Regions from separate parts of the Mus musculus genome. Here regions 1, 3, 4 and 5 are each linked to region 2. The links are chromatin contacts, called in public Hi-C and promoter capture Hi-C maps. All regions are on one chromosome and are shown on one strand. Each heading gives the region's core, a stretch centred on a gene start, on an enhancer-like site or on the middle of the called end of the contact. The rest is flanking DNA. Distances are from core to core; before and after follow the strand shown. Region 1 overlaps Ovol2 (ovo like zinc finger 2). Region 2 holds the start of Dstn (destrin). Region 3 holds the start of Pcsk2 (proprotein convertase subtilisin/kexin type 2). Region 4 has its middle 23 kb from the start of Banf2os. Region 5 overlaps Kat14 (lysine acetyltransferase 14).

What was found. Promoter capture Hi-C pulls out the DNA fragments that hold promoters and counts their contacts. A called contact is a pair of places that touch in the nucleus more often than the background predicts.
Region 1: a contact with region 2 is called in a promoter capture Hi-C map of liver, with 2.3 times the contacts expected there. The contact joins the enhancer-like site here to the promoter of Dstn in region 2. A contact is called at or near these places in 13 of 39 promoter capture datasets (the 3T3-L1 cell line, 3T3-L1-derived adipocytes, the C10 cell line and 8 more), 2 of 484 Hi-C or Micro-C datasets (the Ba/F3 cell line and natural killer cells), 20 of 115 datasets of contacts at active chromatin or transcription factors (the 230-238 cell line, astrocytes, bone marrow-derived macrophages and 14 more) and 4 of 9 other capture datasets (adipose tissue, embryonic stem cells, liver and 1 more).
Region 3: a Hi-C map of olfactory sensory neurons shows a contact between it and region 2, with 5 times the contacts expected there. The contact joins the promoter of Pcsk2 here to the promoter of Dstn in region 2. A contact is called at or near these places in 4 of 484 Hi-C or Micro-C datasets (embryonic stem cells and olfactory sensory neurons) and 1 of 115 datasets of contacts at active chromatin or transcription factors (embryonic stem cells).
Region 4: a Hi-C map of B cells shows a contact between it and region 2, with 45 read pairs. The contact joins the enhancer-like site here to the promoter of Dstn in region 2. A contact is called at or near these places in 18 of 39 promoter capture datasets (the 3T3-L1 cell line, 3T3-L1-derived adipocytes, the C10 cell line and 12 more), 16 of 484 Hi-C or Micro-C datasets (B cells, CD4 T cells, the G1E-ER4 cell line and 11 more), 31 of 115 datasets of contacts at active chromatin or transcription factors (the 230-238 cell line, the NIH/3T3 cell line, SST interneurons and 21 more) and 4 of 9 other capture datasets (adipose tissue, liver, macrophages and 1 more).
Region 5: a contact with region 2 is called in a promoter capture Hi-C map of the C10 cell line, with 4 times the contacts expected there. The contact joins the enhancer-like site here to the promoter of Dstn in region 2. A contact is called at or near these places in 11 of 39 promoter capture datasets (the 3T3-L1 cell line, 3T3-L1-derived adipocytes, the C10 cell line and 5 more), 9 of 115 datasets of contacts at active chromatin or transcription factors (astrocytes, bone marrow-derived macrophages, embryonic stem cells and 5 more) and 1 of 9 other capture datasets (liver).

What each region holds. Positions count from the first base shown.
Region 1 is chr2:144,307,476-144,310,175 of GRCm38.p6, reverse strand. All of the region lies in intron 3 of Ovol2 (ovo like zinc finger 2), which reads left to right. Among named protein-coding and RNA genes, the nearest start is that of Ovol2, 23 kb to the left of the region's middle. Within about 2 kb of position 1,350, at least 24 of the 459 cell types and tissues checked have an H3K27ac peak or open chromatin away from gene starts, as enhancers often do. A contact at or near this core is called in extraembryonic endoderm stem cells and liver, where this site is marked.
Region 2 is chr2:143,913,933-143,916,632 of GRCm38.p6, reverse strand. Dstn (destrin) reads right to left here and starts at 1,302. Exons shown (of 4, transcript NM_019771.2): 1 at 986-1,302. The coding sequence starts at 988. It also overlaps a transcript of Bfsp1 not described here.
Region 3 is chr2:143,544,739-143,547,438 of GRCm38.p6, reverse strand. It overlaps Pcsk2 (proprotein convertase subtilisin/kexin type 2), which reads right to left and starts at 1,306. Exons shown (of 12, transcript NM_008792.4): 1 at 775-1,306. The coding sequence starts at 948. It overlaps Pcsk2os1 (proprotein convertase subtilisin/kexin type 2, opposite strand 1), which reads left to right. Exons shown (of 3, transcript NR_040354.1): 1 at 1-1,034.
Region 4 is chr2:144,229,911-144,232,610 of GRCm38.p6, reverse strand. No RefSeq gene overlaps it. Among named protein-coding and RNA genes, the nearest start is that of Banf2os, 23 kb to the right of the region's middle. Within about 2 kb of position 1,285, at least 90 of the 459 cell types and tissues checked have an H3K27ac peak or open chromatin away from gene starts, as enhancers often do. A contact at or near this core is called in the 230-238 cell line, B cells, the G1E-ER4 cell line and 12 more, where this site is marked.
Region 5 is chr2:144,397,145-144,399,844 of GRCm38.p6, reverse strand. The region is part of intron 7 of Kat14 (lysine acetyltransferase 14); the gene reads right to left. Among named protein-coding and RNA genes, the nearest start is that of Gm46768, 22 kb to the left of the region's middle. Within about 2 kb of position 1,429, at least 13 of the 459 cell types and tissues checked have an H3K27ac peak or open chromatin away from gene starts, as enhancers often do. A contact at or near this core is called in embryonic stem cells, where this site is marked.

The DNA.
Region 1 (2,700 bases), core at 101-2,600, 390 kb before region 2:
CAGTTTGCTTCTGAAAGTGATTTGCCATTTATTCTTTGTTTGTTTTTTGTCCTGGAAGCTTCGAAGGCACATGGCTGCTCTCCTGGGAAGGAGACCCTGGCTTGCTTGGTGTCTGCATTGTGGAACCTCACTCCTTTTCCTCATTGTCCATGTAATACGAAACCATGACAAATCCCATCACAGAGGCACAGTCCTTTCCTAGTTCCCAGAAGTCTTTGCTTCCATTTTCAGGTTGTTTTCTGTTTTATTTAATTCTGACCACCATGAATTTTCTTGCATATCCTTTGCCCACCCATGCAAGTCTATCTCTGATGTAACCTCCCACAGGTGAACTTACTAGGCCAAAGGGCAGGAGCACTCTGGGTTTCACAGGCATTGCCTCTTTGCCTTCCTAGAGGCGGCCCTCAGTGTCTTCTCCCACCAGGAGGCCAGTGTCAGAGCTTCTTGTTGGAGTTCACAGTTGGCTCAAAATCAGGAAAGGAACATTTGACCCAGAGGAAGGAAAGCAATCAGAAAGTTCCAGAAGTGGGGACTTTACCTGGAGATGTGGGATTTGAAATTCAGCTTAGTGTTGGGAATAAACAAACACACACACACAAAAAGAATGAAAAACTCAAAAGTCTTTGTTGACAACACCCCAGAAGAACATATATATGTGTGTATGTATATAATCTATATACACATGTATATATGAATGTATGTATATGTGTGTGTATATGTATGTACGCATGCATGTATGTATATATGAATGAACTAGGTAATAAAGGTGTCGGATAGAAAATTCAAAATGGGGACTGGAGAGATGGCTCAGCGGCTAAGAGCAGTGACTGTTCTTCTAGAGATCCTGAGTTCAAATCCCAGCAACCACAAGGAGGCTCACAGCCATCTGTAACAAGACCCGATCCCCTCTTCTGGTGTCTGAAGACAGCTACAGTGTATTTACATACAATAAATAAAATAAATCTTAAAAAAGAAAAGAAAAAATTCAAAAGAGCAGGCAGTGAGGGATGGCTCAGCCAGCCTCCTAGGGACCATTTTTTAAAATCCTTTTTTGTTGTGAAATACAGAATTCATAACAAAAGGTATAGGTGGAAGACAAATCCTGAGTACTTAGGGATAGGGCAGGCAGGGGACCCTGCTTCCATTGTGTTGAGCTGGATTCTAAACACCGAGATCCTAGCGCCCTGAGACTTAGTGTTTGCCAGCTCTTGTGCCTGTGATAGCTCAGTTAATCCTCAGAGCAGCCCTCCTGGGTGTGAGAACTATCTGCATTTCGTGGGTGAGGCGATTGAGCGGTATCGGGAGTTAACAGATTGACCACGGACTCCGTTAATGAGTGGCAGATGGGCAGTGCTGTGCTTCCCAGTGGCCTTGGACTTTGGAACCCAGGTAGGTGTCAGTAGGTTAATTTATGTCTGGTAGCAGATGGTGCTTTTGGTTCCCAACCAACCTGTTCTTTTGACTAGGGTAAGATTGGTTTTTGTTAGAGAGGGAGGTGATGGGCGTGGCCTCGGTGTTGTGGGTGGGGCTTAGATCCTCTTTACACAGGTCTATCTCTATTCCCTTGAAGGTGTGGAGACTGGATTTTATTCATTCAAGCCCAGGAAGAAGCTTTTTTGACAAAACTGTCTGTCTGCCAGGAGTGAGATTATAGTCAGAAGAGGAAGCAGGAACACTGGGGCAGGGAACAGGTTTATAAGGTAGAGATGTTATAACTAGAGCTTTTATGGTCTGTCTCCTTCTGTGTCTATATCATGAAGTACCTACCCATCCTCAAAACCAGACTCCGTGCCTATACTATATCCTTTTAATGAAAAAACCTCTTAGTCAGCCCCTTTCTTTACTGGCCAGGTGATGATGTGGGCCCCTGAAATCTCTTAACCTTCTTAGACCTTGCTGGGTGCTCTGCCCATAGAAGATATGTGCAGAGTATGCATTAAATACTGCAGGGAAGGCTGATCTCTGGGTCACCTGCTGGTCTCTGGGTCACCCCAGGAATAAATAGGAAGCTCTATGTCAAGAGTCAGAAGTGTTCATTTCTCAGATATGTATATATGCAGTTGAGTATCATACAGCCATAAAAAATGAAATTATGTCACCTCATTTGAAGTAAGATAAGTGACTCAGACATATTGTTTGTGTCTCTCATGTAGAACCTAGGTTTTGTTTGTTTGTTTGTTTGTTTGTTTTTGTTTTAAGTAGAAAGTGGACCATTAAAGTGGAGGAAGTTGGGGCTGGAGAGATGGCTCAGCGGGTAAGAGCGCTGACTGCTCTTCTGAAGGTCCTGAGTTCAAATCCCAGAAACCACATGGTGGCTCACAACCACCCATAATGAGATCTGACACCCTCTTTTGGTGCGACTGAAGACAGCTACAGTGTACTTATTTATAATAATAAATAAATCTTTGGGCCAGATCGAGCAGGGTTGACCTAAATTCAATTCCCAACAACCAGATGAAGGTTCACAACTATCTGTACAGCTAGTGTGTGCTCATATACATAAAATAAATCTTTGAGAGAGAGTGGGGGTGGGGGGCCGAAGAAGGGAGTGCAGGAAAGCTAACTCTTTTCATTTGCCTTGGGGTGGTCGAGGGAGAAATGCCTTCCCCCTTCCTCACTCCTCAAGCCCTATGCCTCGTGTGGCAGCACAGTAGAAATGGCCCTACCCCTGCCAGCTTTGGCATTGGGCAAGCTGGCTGG
Region 2 (2,700 bases), core at 53-2,552:
ATAGCATTAAACCCAAACATGACTTAATATCAAGGCACAGCTAAGCATGGTCCGTTTTCAAGAAAACTATCCATTTAATCTAATGAGCCAGCCTGCACCTGCAAGCCAGTTGCTATATCCTAAGAAAAAACCAAAGTTGTTATTCAGTGAAAACACTCTGTAGACAGATAAGTGGGTACCAACTGTTTCCCGGCGCACAGATGTAGCAACAGGATAGTATTTCTAGCAGTGAGGCAAGGCCTTGCCAGCAAATCATTGACCAAAAATGGTAACATTGTGCAGACTACAGTGACAAAATGTTCCACCTGATCGCCCAGTTGAGATACTGTTTTACAACCGATTTGAGTAACACTTTGGAGGTAGAGAAGTTTGTAAATTAAGCAAAATCTCTACCATCTCAATACAACGAATGTTTCTCTTTTTAAAGGGCTGGAGTAATTATACGGGCTTTCTGAAAGTTTTTAAATTTGCATCTGAAAAGCAACAACATCATGTCCAGGACTTGCACCCAAAGTTGTGGTAAAGCCTTGTTCTCAGGTAAAGGCAAATTTCTAGCATGGATGAATGGACCCGGCAGGGAAGGGTTAAAAGAGCCACTGCCAAGCTTGACAAGCCCAACGAGAGTGCCACTGAAGCTGATTGCCAGATACGACAAACAAAGCCACGGCAAGGCCACCCGGTTCTTAATCACGCTCACTAGCAATTACTCCGCCCTCTAGAGTGTTCAATAAAATCCTTTTCCTTCTCAGTAAAAAGGGCTGGAAAAGCTCACGGGTCACCAAGCTGGCCTTGGAGAAAACCGCGCCCACACGGATGGTCTCAGGTTCGGCCGCCCATCCCGGGGATCTACCGACTTCGGGATCGAAGGCAGCGAGGCCGGGCCGAAGGGGATCCCGGGCGGCGGCCTGGAACGGTGGGCATGATGCCGCCCAGGAGCTGCCTTGGAACCGACCCCTCCCTTAGCACACGCCCGAGGATCACTCACCATGTTCGCTGGGGCGGACTTCGGGAGGAGAGCTAGGAGCCTGACGGCAAAGTCTGTGCACCTTCGTCCTCCGGGTAGCAAAAGCAGGAGAGCAGGCGCAGGGCGGACGCGGCAGCTCGAGCTTATTAAGGGCGGGCACGAGTTCCAGCCAGACTGCGGCTGCGCGCGCCCCTCGCTCCGCCCACCGTTGCTACGCAACAGGCCGGCCTCCCCAGACAGGCCCCACCCAGGAGTCCCAATAGTCTCCAGACAACTGGAAACCCCTCTCCAGTTAAGGGGAGTGCATGGGTTCCCCGCCCAGAGGAGCGCCCGGGCTGCTGCTCCGTGAAGGGTGGACACAGGACGCTCCGGGGAATCTGGCCCTGCCCTGGAGGCGGGACCACGCGATGCCCCGCCTACCGCGCGGCCTTTGCCCATACATGGAAGTCGCCACCTGGCCAGGTGTGCGCGCCGCTAGGGGCGGGGCCCCGGCGCGGAGTGGGCGGGGCGAATGCCGGTGGGCGGGTGCTCTGCTTGGCGACGAGAACTCTCAAAACGGCTCTCAGGGACCGCGACCCGCATTTTTTTACCTACTTTGGTGCTGTTCCCACCACCCAGTCCTGATTGGTCAGCGCGGCACTTCGGGCCGTCGCGTGAGAGGGAAAAATCTGCACAGTTTTCCTCCTTCCTGAGGCGACCGTGGCTGATCAAAGTGCTGTGTGAGTCAGCGCTTATTCCAGGACTGGAAAACAGGAGTGATTTGTTTATCTTCTGAGCGGGCTGGGAGGAGGCCCAGTGGCCCGCGGGGGGTGCGTGGGGGACGCCGCGTGGCCCGGGACTGTGGGCCGGGCCCCGCCGCTGCGCTTGGGGGTTTCTCATTGGGGAATTGTGTTTTCCTAAAGGGCGGTTGCACGGAAATACTGCTTCCACAGGGCCACCCGCAATCCTAGCCTTGTTTTCTCCGGGTGTTTTTGTAGCGAATAAAAGGAACTCGTAAGACGTGGGATGATCACCTCACTTTTGAACTGAATTTAGGCAACGAGAACATCAGGATCTCTATAAAAAAAGTCTTAATTATCTAAGAAGGCTTTTGGGCAACATGATCGTTGTTTTTCTTTGTTTCTGTTTTCTGGGCGCTATATAAAAAAAATCTACCCTAGGTAGCAAACCGCGGTTCCCATTAGTTTTAAGGGTTTTGTTTCTTTCTTAAGATTAAAGGCAAGTCGTGGCAATTCTAATCCCTTACTGCATTGCCACGGGGTGTTTGGCAGGCTACGGCAGTGGCGTCAGAATCACCTGGAGAGTTTGCTCAAAGATTTCTTAGTTCTGGCTCCGTGCACCTAGAATGTAACCTAAGAGTTTGCCCTTTTAACAAGTCTTTGGTATTAATAATTGGTAATCACACTGAAGAGAAAGAACCTACATCCAGCTGCAGCCCGAACCCTTCTGGCTTATTTTTGTTTTTTTTTGGGGTTGGTTTTTTGTTTTTTTCTGCTCAGGACTCTGACCCCACTAAATGAGACTTCATTTAAGGACGGTTCAACCTATCATTGGTGTTTCGTCCTCCACAATCCTGTCCAAATACAAGAATGCTGTTTACTGCATAAAATTTTCTGTGCCTTCTTCCAGATTTTTTTTTTTTTTTTTTTTTTTTTTTTTGTCCTGGAACTCACTTTGTAGACCAGGCTGGCCTCGAACTCAGAAATCCGCCTCCCAAGAGCTGGGATTAAAGGCGT
Region 3 (2,700 bases), core at 57-2,556, 370 kb after region 2:
CCCCGTGCTCTCTGGGGAAAACCGCGCTGGCTGCCCACACATCAGGAGAGGACACCTCGACTTTTCCGGGGGGAATCCCCCTCAGAATCCATCTCTCTTGGCAGCGAGGTGTCCTAAAGAAGCAAATTAAGAACTCTCCAAACAGGAGTGCGCTTCTGGAGTGGGAGGTCGTGGGCAGGAGCCAAAGCGCACAAGTTCAGCACTCGTTTTGGACAGAGAACTCCGTCCTTGTTTCCAAGTCAGAAAGCTCTTGTCCACTGGGGAAAAAAGCAGGGACTGAAAGTCGCTGGGAGGGAAGTCCTTAGGCGTGGGTCGGAAAACTGAGGTGAACTGCAACGCTCGATCTTTGAGCCATGTCGGTGGGAAACTATTCTTTCTCCGGGGCGTGGGGGGCTGGGAGACTTCCCTGGCAAAGCAGTCGACGTAAGCCCAGCTGCTCTGGACTCTATCCCTCTGTCCCTAGGCAGCCTGGAGAACTTGGTACCTCGGACAGCAGCCGGGGCGCACAGCATCCTTTGTAAGGTGCGGTCTTATTTTGCCCCCACCAAGTCAAACACCAACAAATTATTTCTCTGACCTTTCTAATACAGATGAAGGACATTTTAATTACATAACCCATGAAAGATCACCGGAGGCAATGTCGTGTTTGAGAACCGATGGCAGAATAGCTGCATAGCATAAAAAGACAGAAAACTTGCAAATCTGCAACGAGATTGCGCAAGGCTGTCCCTCCTCTGGAAACAACATGTGAAATGTATGGAAAAAAAATCTTACCTTTCGGACTCCAAAGCCGTGTTCTGCTGCAACTTGGCGAGCCTCTTCCTCTCCGTCTTTATGCAACTCCACAAGAAAATGATTCGTGAAGACGGGTCTCTCGGCAGACGCAAAAACCATCACACAGAAGAGGAACCCGGCCGCCTTCCACTGGGATCCACAACCGCCCTCCATCCTTCTTTGGGAGTGAAAAGTGGGGCTGTGAGGCGCGCAGGGTGGTGGAGCAGGGGACGAAGAGGGAAGATGCAAATAAAAAATAGGTATGTAGTTTTTGTTTCTGTTTTTCTTTTTTTTTTTTTTTAAAAAAAAAAATCTTTGTATAGCAAAAGAGGCAGAAAAGAAGCTTGGCAAACAGCAAATCTGTACGCTGTCCACCAGCAGCTGGCTGCCAGGGAAGCCGGGGAGTCGCGCAGCCCGGCTGGCTGGCAGGGGTGCGAATGTGCGGAGCTGTGTGTACCCGAGAGAAAGAGCTAGTGTGTGTCTGTGCTTGATGCTAAATCTGCATTTTCAGCTCCTCCTCGGCTCCAATTCTAGAGGGCTGGAGGCGAGCGCCAGCCCGGGTGACGCGCGCCCGCCAGCGGCCAATGGAGGCCAGAGGATCGGCGGGCCCCGCCCCGGGCCGCCCCGAGCCCGCCCCCGCCCGCCCCCGCCCTCCCCTGCCCAGCTGGCTGCCCGGGTCCCCGGGGGCGCCGCGAGCCCGCGCCCCCGCCAGCTCGGAGCGGCTTTGCTCCGCCCGACCGCTGCGCGCCCAGGAAAATCCCCCCCGCTGCCACCCACTGCCGGCGCCCGGTGATGTCATTGTTTGTGGAAATCTGCACAGCTCCGGGCAGGGAATTACGGTGCGTGCCGCTTCAGAGGCCCCGAGGGGAGCGGGGGGGCCCCCGGCCGGCCGGCCGCTCCCTGTTGCTCTTCTTTGCTAGTCTGAGCTACAAAACAACTCTCCTCTCTTTTCTCTCTTCCCTTCCCCTGTCTTCCCTCCTCTCACTTCTTTCTCCTCTCTTTCCCTCTCCACACCTCTCCCATTCTCCCAATAACAAAGCAAATTTGATCCTTCCCGCCCCCTCCACTTTGGGCAAATCCCAGGCTGGGAAGAGCATCCTTCTAGAGGTGACTCATGGGGGCAGGAAGGAGCTTTTTCTCTGTTCTTTTCCCGGTGCTCCAAGGAGGCCAGAAACTAAACATCTGGCAGTCCAGCGGGAGTCCGGACTGCCCTCCCCCCACCTGCGATGGCTATTAGAGACTCCTCTAGAGTCAGCGCTGCACCTGCATCCCAAGACTGCCAAGGGAGACGTGATGCTTATGCTGGGAGACAGATTCTTAGACTCTGGGTTTGGGGCTGCATCAGGACCAAGAATGTCAGAGTTTAAGGAGGTATAGTCATCCATCCCAGGCGTAGGTCAGGATTCCTGCTAAGAGTCTGGCTGCATGATAATTTAGGCTGAGTAGGCAGGGGGCAGCTGTTGTCCAGGTCCAGTTAACTGCTGAGGTCTGACTTCCCCTTCTTGCTCTAGTGTAAGGAAGTAGATCCAGTCTGCTGTAAGGAACTGAGAACCATTGCTCTAAGTAATGTAAATATTAGCTGTTATGGAGTATATTTACATCGTTTTTTTACCATTTAACACCAAAGTTTAAAAAAAAAGTCCTGTTATAAATTGGATAGTCAGGAAGATGCTTTTTCATGGGAAAGAGCGGAAGAAAAGGGAAAGAGAGAGAGAGAGAGAGAGAGAGAGAGAGACTTACTTGACTTGACACCACACCCAGCTACACCCACCCCACTCTCCTCCTTAGCACAAAATCACAGTGTATACAGGAGACACAGGAATGGTGGACAGGAGAATGCTTACTGTACAAGGCACATCGTCTTCACTGACTTAGCTACTCCCCAGCATTGCTAGAGAAGTATAAGCAAGCTCTGCGGATGGGTTC
Region 4 (2,700 bases), core at 36-2,535, 320 kb before region 2:
GTCTTATAGATACTATTACACAAGCAATCCATCACAGAGCTGTACCCACAGCCCAGGGCAGTGATATTTCTCCCTCTCCCTCTCTCTCCTCCTCCCCCCTCCCCCTCCCTCTCTCTCTGTAGCCCTGGCTGTCTTGGAACTCACTCTGTAGACCAGGCTGGTCTCAAACTCAGAGATCTGCCTGCCACATGTGACAAATGCTGGGATTAAATGAATGCACCACCGTATCCAGCCACATTCTGTACCTCTTTCATCTCTCATGTTCCTTTATTTGGTTTTTGCCTTATTTCACTAGCTAAAGCTTCTAGCACAGTGTTGAATAAGACCGTGGGGGTCTGCCTTTCTCATGATCTAATGGGGGAAGCCATTTAACATAATGTTTAAAAAAGACCAGTGTGTGTGTGTGTGTGTGTGTGTGTGTGTGTGCGCGCGCGCGCGTGTGCCCTGGCATGTGCTGAGCCCAGAAGAGGATGTTAGGTGTCTGCTCCTGTTGCTTTCCACCTTTTCCTTTGAGGCAGAGTCTTCCTATGAACCTGGGGCTTGAGTTTTCTCTGACTGTAAGCTAAACCTAGGAGCCCTACCAATCTTCCTGTCTTCAAACTCCTTGGAACTAGGGTTACAGGTGCGAGCAGGGCACCCAGCTTGTTATGTGGATGCTGGGATCCACAGTAGTCCTCATGATTTCACAGCAACACTCCAGCCCTCTGGCCATTTCAAGTCCATTTATCTTAATTATGAAGATGAATGATCAGAAGCAGAATATGATATCGTATGCTTTTTGAGGACTCTGTCTACGATGGGCATTTTAAAAAATTCAATTATAAACTAAAAGCCAGGCTTGCTGGCTAGCAACTATCATCCTAGCACTCAGAAGGTTGAAGCAGGGGGATCATGGGTTAGCTAACCTGAGCTACTCATGAGACTCTGTCTCAAAAGAAAAAAAAATTAACAGATTCTCACTGTGTAGCCTTGACTAGCAATGTGGACCAGGCTGGCCTCAAACGCACAGATATCTGCCTGCCTCTGCCTGGAGAGTGCTGGGATTAAAGTGCAGCCCCCCCCCAGTATGATTCTTATTAAATTTTATTTTATTTTGAGACCTGATTGCATATGTAGATCAGACTAGCCTCGGGTTTCCAATTCTCTTGCCTCCCTCCCCATATGTGGCACTTCATGTGTGCCCCACTGTCCCCCCTCTGAAATTAAGCAGATCTTGATAGGCAGCTTGGTCCAATGAAGAAAAACCCAAGAGATCAACAAACCACATCCTTGGGTGTGTCTGTGAGGTCATTTCCCCAGACATTAACCACCCTGAATGTAGGAGTGCAGTGCATCTAATAACCTGGAGGCTCTGATGGAATAAAAGAGAGGAAGGGAGCCGTTGGTGAGCACGGGCGCATTGTTTCCTGTTTTTTGCTGGCCATGAAGCGAGCATTTTCTGCCCCACCATCCATCCTGTTGCTGTGATCTCTAGCTCAGCATCATGCTCAAATCCATGAATCCAGCTGACCATGACTGGAGCCTCAGAAGCGTAGAAAAAGTGTCTGTGATGGAGTTACAGGGAGGAAAGGCAGGACAACATGCCGCACGTCTCACCTAAGTTATCAGATTCACACATGTATAGCCATGTGTCATACATGTGTGATATTTGCTTGTTGTTATTTGTTTACTGAAGGAGATCTGGCTTCTGGTGTTGAATGTATCATTTTTCATGGCTGCTCTGGCTGTGTCAGACATGTAAGTTATTAAAGGCTAATTAGTCCCCTTACCGCTCCTCTGTGACATGGTTGTAATAAATGCCAGGTCCCCTCCCACTCCTCATGACAGTTTGGGCTCTGCTCATGCTGGACTCTGACCCTGTAGGCAAACACCCAGCATTCCGCAGACACCTTGCCAAATGGGTTTCCGTTTGTCAGGAAGAGCCGTTTCTTTCTTATCTGCTCCTACAGTCCCCAAACCTCCGGTGAGGGCTCCTAGTTCTCTGTCAGCGTGAAAACTCACCCAACAGATCAGAGTCCATGCTAGTCCCCAGGCTGCTCCTGCTAACCTGCTCTCCTCTCAGCTCAGATACTGTTCTCTTCATAACCCTCAAGACTTTCCCCTGGTCCGTCTCTCTCTGCTTTTCCTTTGAGAGATAGCCTTGGCAGTTTATTCCATCCACAGAGCCTCCATTTCAGCGTTTTTGTTTTTTGTTTTTGTTTTTTTCTCTGTACTCCATTGGCATGCTCCATTTATACCATACGAGCTGGGGTTATTTCTGTTATATTATTTAAAAGCAGCTGCACACAGAATGAGAGTGGAGTGGTAAGGTTGGGGATGGGGAAAGCACAGTACTTGCCATTATGCCCTGCACTCTTGGGAAGCAGAGGCAGGCTGATCTCTGAGTTTGAGGCTCGCCTGGTCTACAGAGTGAGTTCTAAGATGGCCAAGGCTACACAGAGTAACCCTGACTCAAAAACAAACAAACAAACAAACAAACACCACACACAAAAAACCCCAAATAAATAAATAAATAGAAACATAAATAAATAAATAAACAAATAGCTTAATTACATAAAAACAGGTGTAGAGCGACAGAGGTGGAAAGAAAGGCTTGGCCAGACCTTAGGTGGGGCGGCGTTTATTCACTGTGAGGAGGTATTTTGTCACAGATGTGCAGATGCTCAAGATGCTTAGAGGAAAGGGTGGGATGCAACAGTC
Region 5 (2,700 bases), core at 180-2,679, 480 kb before region 2:
CAAGGTGAAGCTTAGAAACCGAGTTGTCTTTTAGAGTCAGTTTGCTCTTAGCCTGGAAAATAACTTGTTGAAAAGAGCAAGGTTTCTTCCTTTGTAATTTGTTTCCAGAATTCTCTAGCCTGGACACCAAACTCCTCAAAAGCCAGCTTTGAAATTCTTCCAAGGCTTCAAGTGAATTTCAAAGCAATCTTCAAAGCTGCGCAAGCAGTTTCCAAACACAGCCACTAGCAACACCCCCCACCCTTGCAGGTATAATGGCTGTAAAGAACTTTGACCAATCAGAGTGGCAGAAGCAATGCCTGGCGCTTCAAGCCCAAGTTTTCCACCCCATGCACAATGCACATGTAGCTTCCAGGTGGCTCCAACTAGGCCAGTGGATGACCACAGGCCCCATGAAACCAAGACCCCAAAGACTCACAAAGTAAAAGAGCCACTCTGCTGAGGCCAGGCAGAGGCAGAAGTTCAAGACATATTTAGTACTCATTACATCAAGTCACCAAGTTTGGGGGTGGCTTTCAATGCCATGCCAGATAATTTGTAGCTCCATCAGTCCACAGAACAATTTCTCCCCCTTAACAGTCTCATGTGAGTCCTGTAGAATCTCATGGATGTGACAAAGTTCCGCTAACCTCTGCAACTTCTACTCTTCTCCAAAACACGGTCCACCAAGCCTGGACCACCATCACTGCCTCCTCTTGGCCCATTCTTGTCCCACACCATCCAGTCTCCACATAGAGGCCACAACACTTCTTTTAAAAATAAACTAACTAGGCATAGTGGCAACACACCTTTAATCCCAGCACTTGGGAGGCAAAGACATGCAGATCTCTGTGAGTTCAGAGCCAGCTTGGTCTACAAAGTAAGATTTAGTCCAGTCAGGGCTACACAGTAAGACTCTATTTAAAAAGCAAGCATCAACTCATGCCCCCTGGTTCACAATTCCTATATGGTTTCCCACTGTATGTACAGAGTACATTTCAAAGTCCTCAACTGTGCCTTACAGGGAACTTGCAAGACCTGACTCTGTCACACTCTGGCCTCTCCTCCTAGAACCACACTCCTGTGTCGTCAGGATGTTCCCATCACAGCTACCAGTCTTTCTCATGCCTCAGGGCCTGGGTCTGGCCTTCCATCCAGTTTTCTTCCTCCTGGCATTTCCTTGTCAGCACTTCTTGCAAGGTTACCTCCCTCAGAGGCTGGTTTTAATTCCCAGGAACACAGCAGTCCTTCTGTGACACACATACACACACACACACACACACACACACACACACACGCCCTCAGTAAGTGCATCTTAGCTTAGTGAGCTAACCCTGTCACTTCCCTGTTTGAGAATGTCAGCTGCAGAGGACAGAAACCTACCTAGCATTGGCATCCCAGTTAGAATAGTGCCTGGCTCGTACTACTCAATTTACCAAATCGCAGAGTGGTGGAGAAAAAACAGCTTCAAAGTCAAGTGACATGTGACAGCGTTAAGTGTGCTTCTTTACTAATGCAGGCTGAGGAAAAGCCTAGAAGGAAAAGCTGGCTAGAACTAGCAATGCAATGAGAACAGAGCAGGCTCTGCACCAGAGGGGCTAGAAAGGCCTCATTACACCTCTCTCAGGGGCTGCTCTGAGTGTCTGTTGGACTCTTCCTGAGACAGGAAAGGCACCACTGTGGTGAACTGAGTGTTCCATATCCCAGGAATATACACTGGAGGTATAAAACAGTAGCATGGGTGCCTGGGAGTGTGGGGAGGGGCAGCTGCCTGAGCTGATGGGGGTGCAACAGGGGCATGGATGTGATGGAACAGAGCCTCGTACTTCACGGAACACTGAGCCACCATGGCTAGACCACTTGAAGAGATGAACAAGCCCCAGAAGCACACTCACTCAGTGCAGGGGTCCTGAGATTCCTGGGAAAGACATTTAACAGCGGTAGTTGATATGTTACATGCTCTAAGGGGCGAGCATGCAAGAGCAGATGGCAGTTTAGAAAGGGCTGGAAGTCCTAAGAAAGAAGTAGATTAATGCAGAGGGCAAAAATAGCAACCGAAACTAAGCCGTTTTGACAGTGGACTAATCAATAACCTTCTATGCATAGTTTAGAAGAGTCGTTCTGAGCTTGAGCAGCTGCATAAAACCTTCCCAAACCAAAGGCAGAGAAAAAAGACTATAAATGAGTGGAATCGAATGTCCCAGAGTTGTGGGAAACCAGGAAAGGATGACAGGAACAGCAGAAGGAAAGGGGACATAAAACACGAGTGCAGCAGTTACAGCTCTGACTAGGGTCAGACACCACACCTCAGATGGAGGAAGCTGAGATAACACCTGTGCTGTGGAATGCCACCCTTCAGGCACGCCATGGCCGGTGCCCTCTAGACCCATCAGCAGCTATAATTACCTGAAGGAGACCTAAACAAGATTGGGCTCACTAACTATCCCCCAGAGGGTGGGGAACGCTCACGAGGCTACAACCCTCCTCCAAGCTATAGACGGTCAATGGTTAATACAGGGTGCTCATGAGGTCACACCTCTGCCCGAGATTGTCTTTTTTTTTTTTTTTTAATAAATGTTTTTTTAAATTAGGTATTTTCCTCATTTACATTTCCAATGCTATCCCAAAAGTCTCCCATACCCACCCCCCCAAGATTGTCTTTTTTTAAAGTATTTATTGGCCCAACCAATATTTATTGTGGCACATACCTTTTTTTTGTTT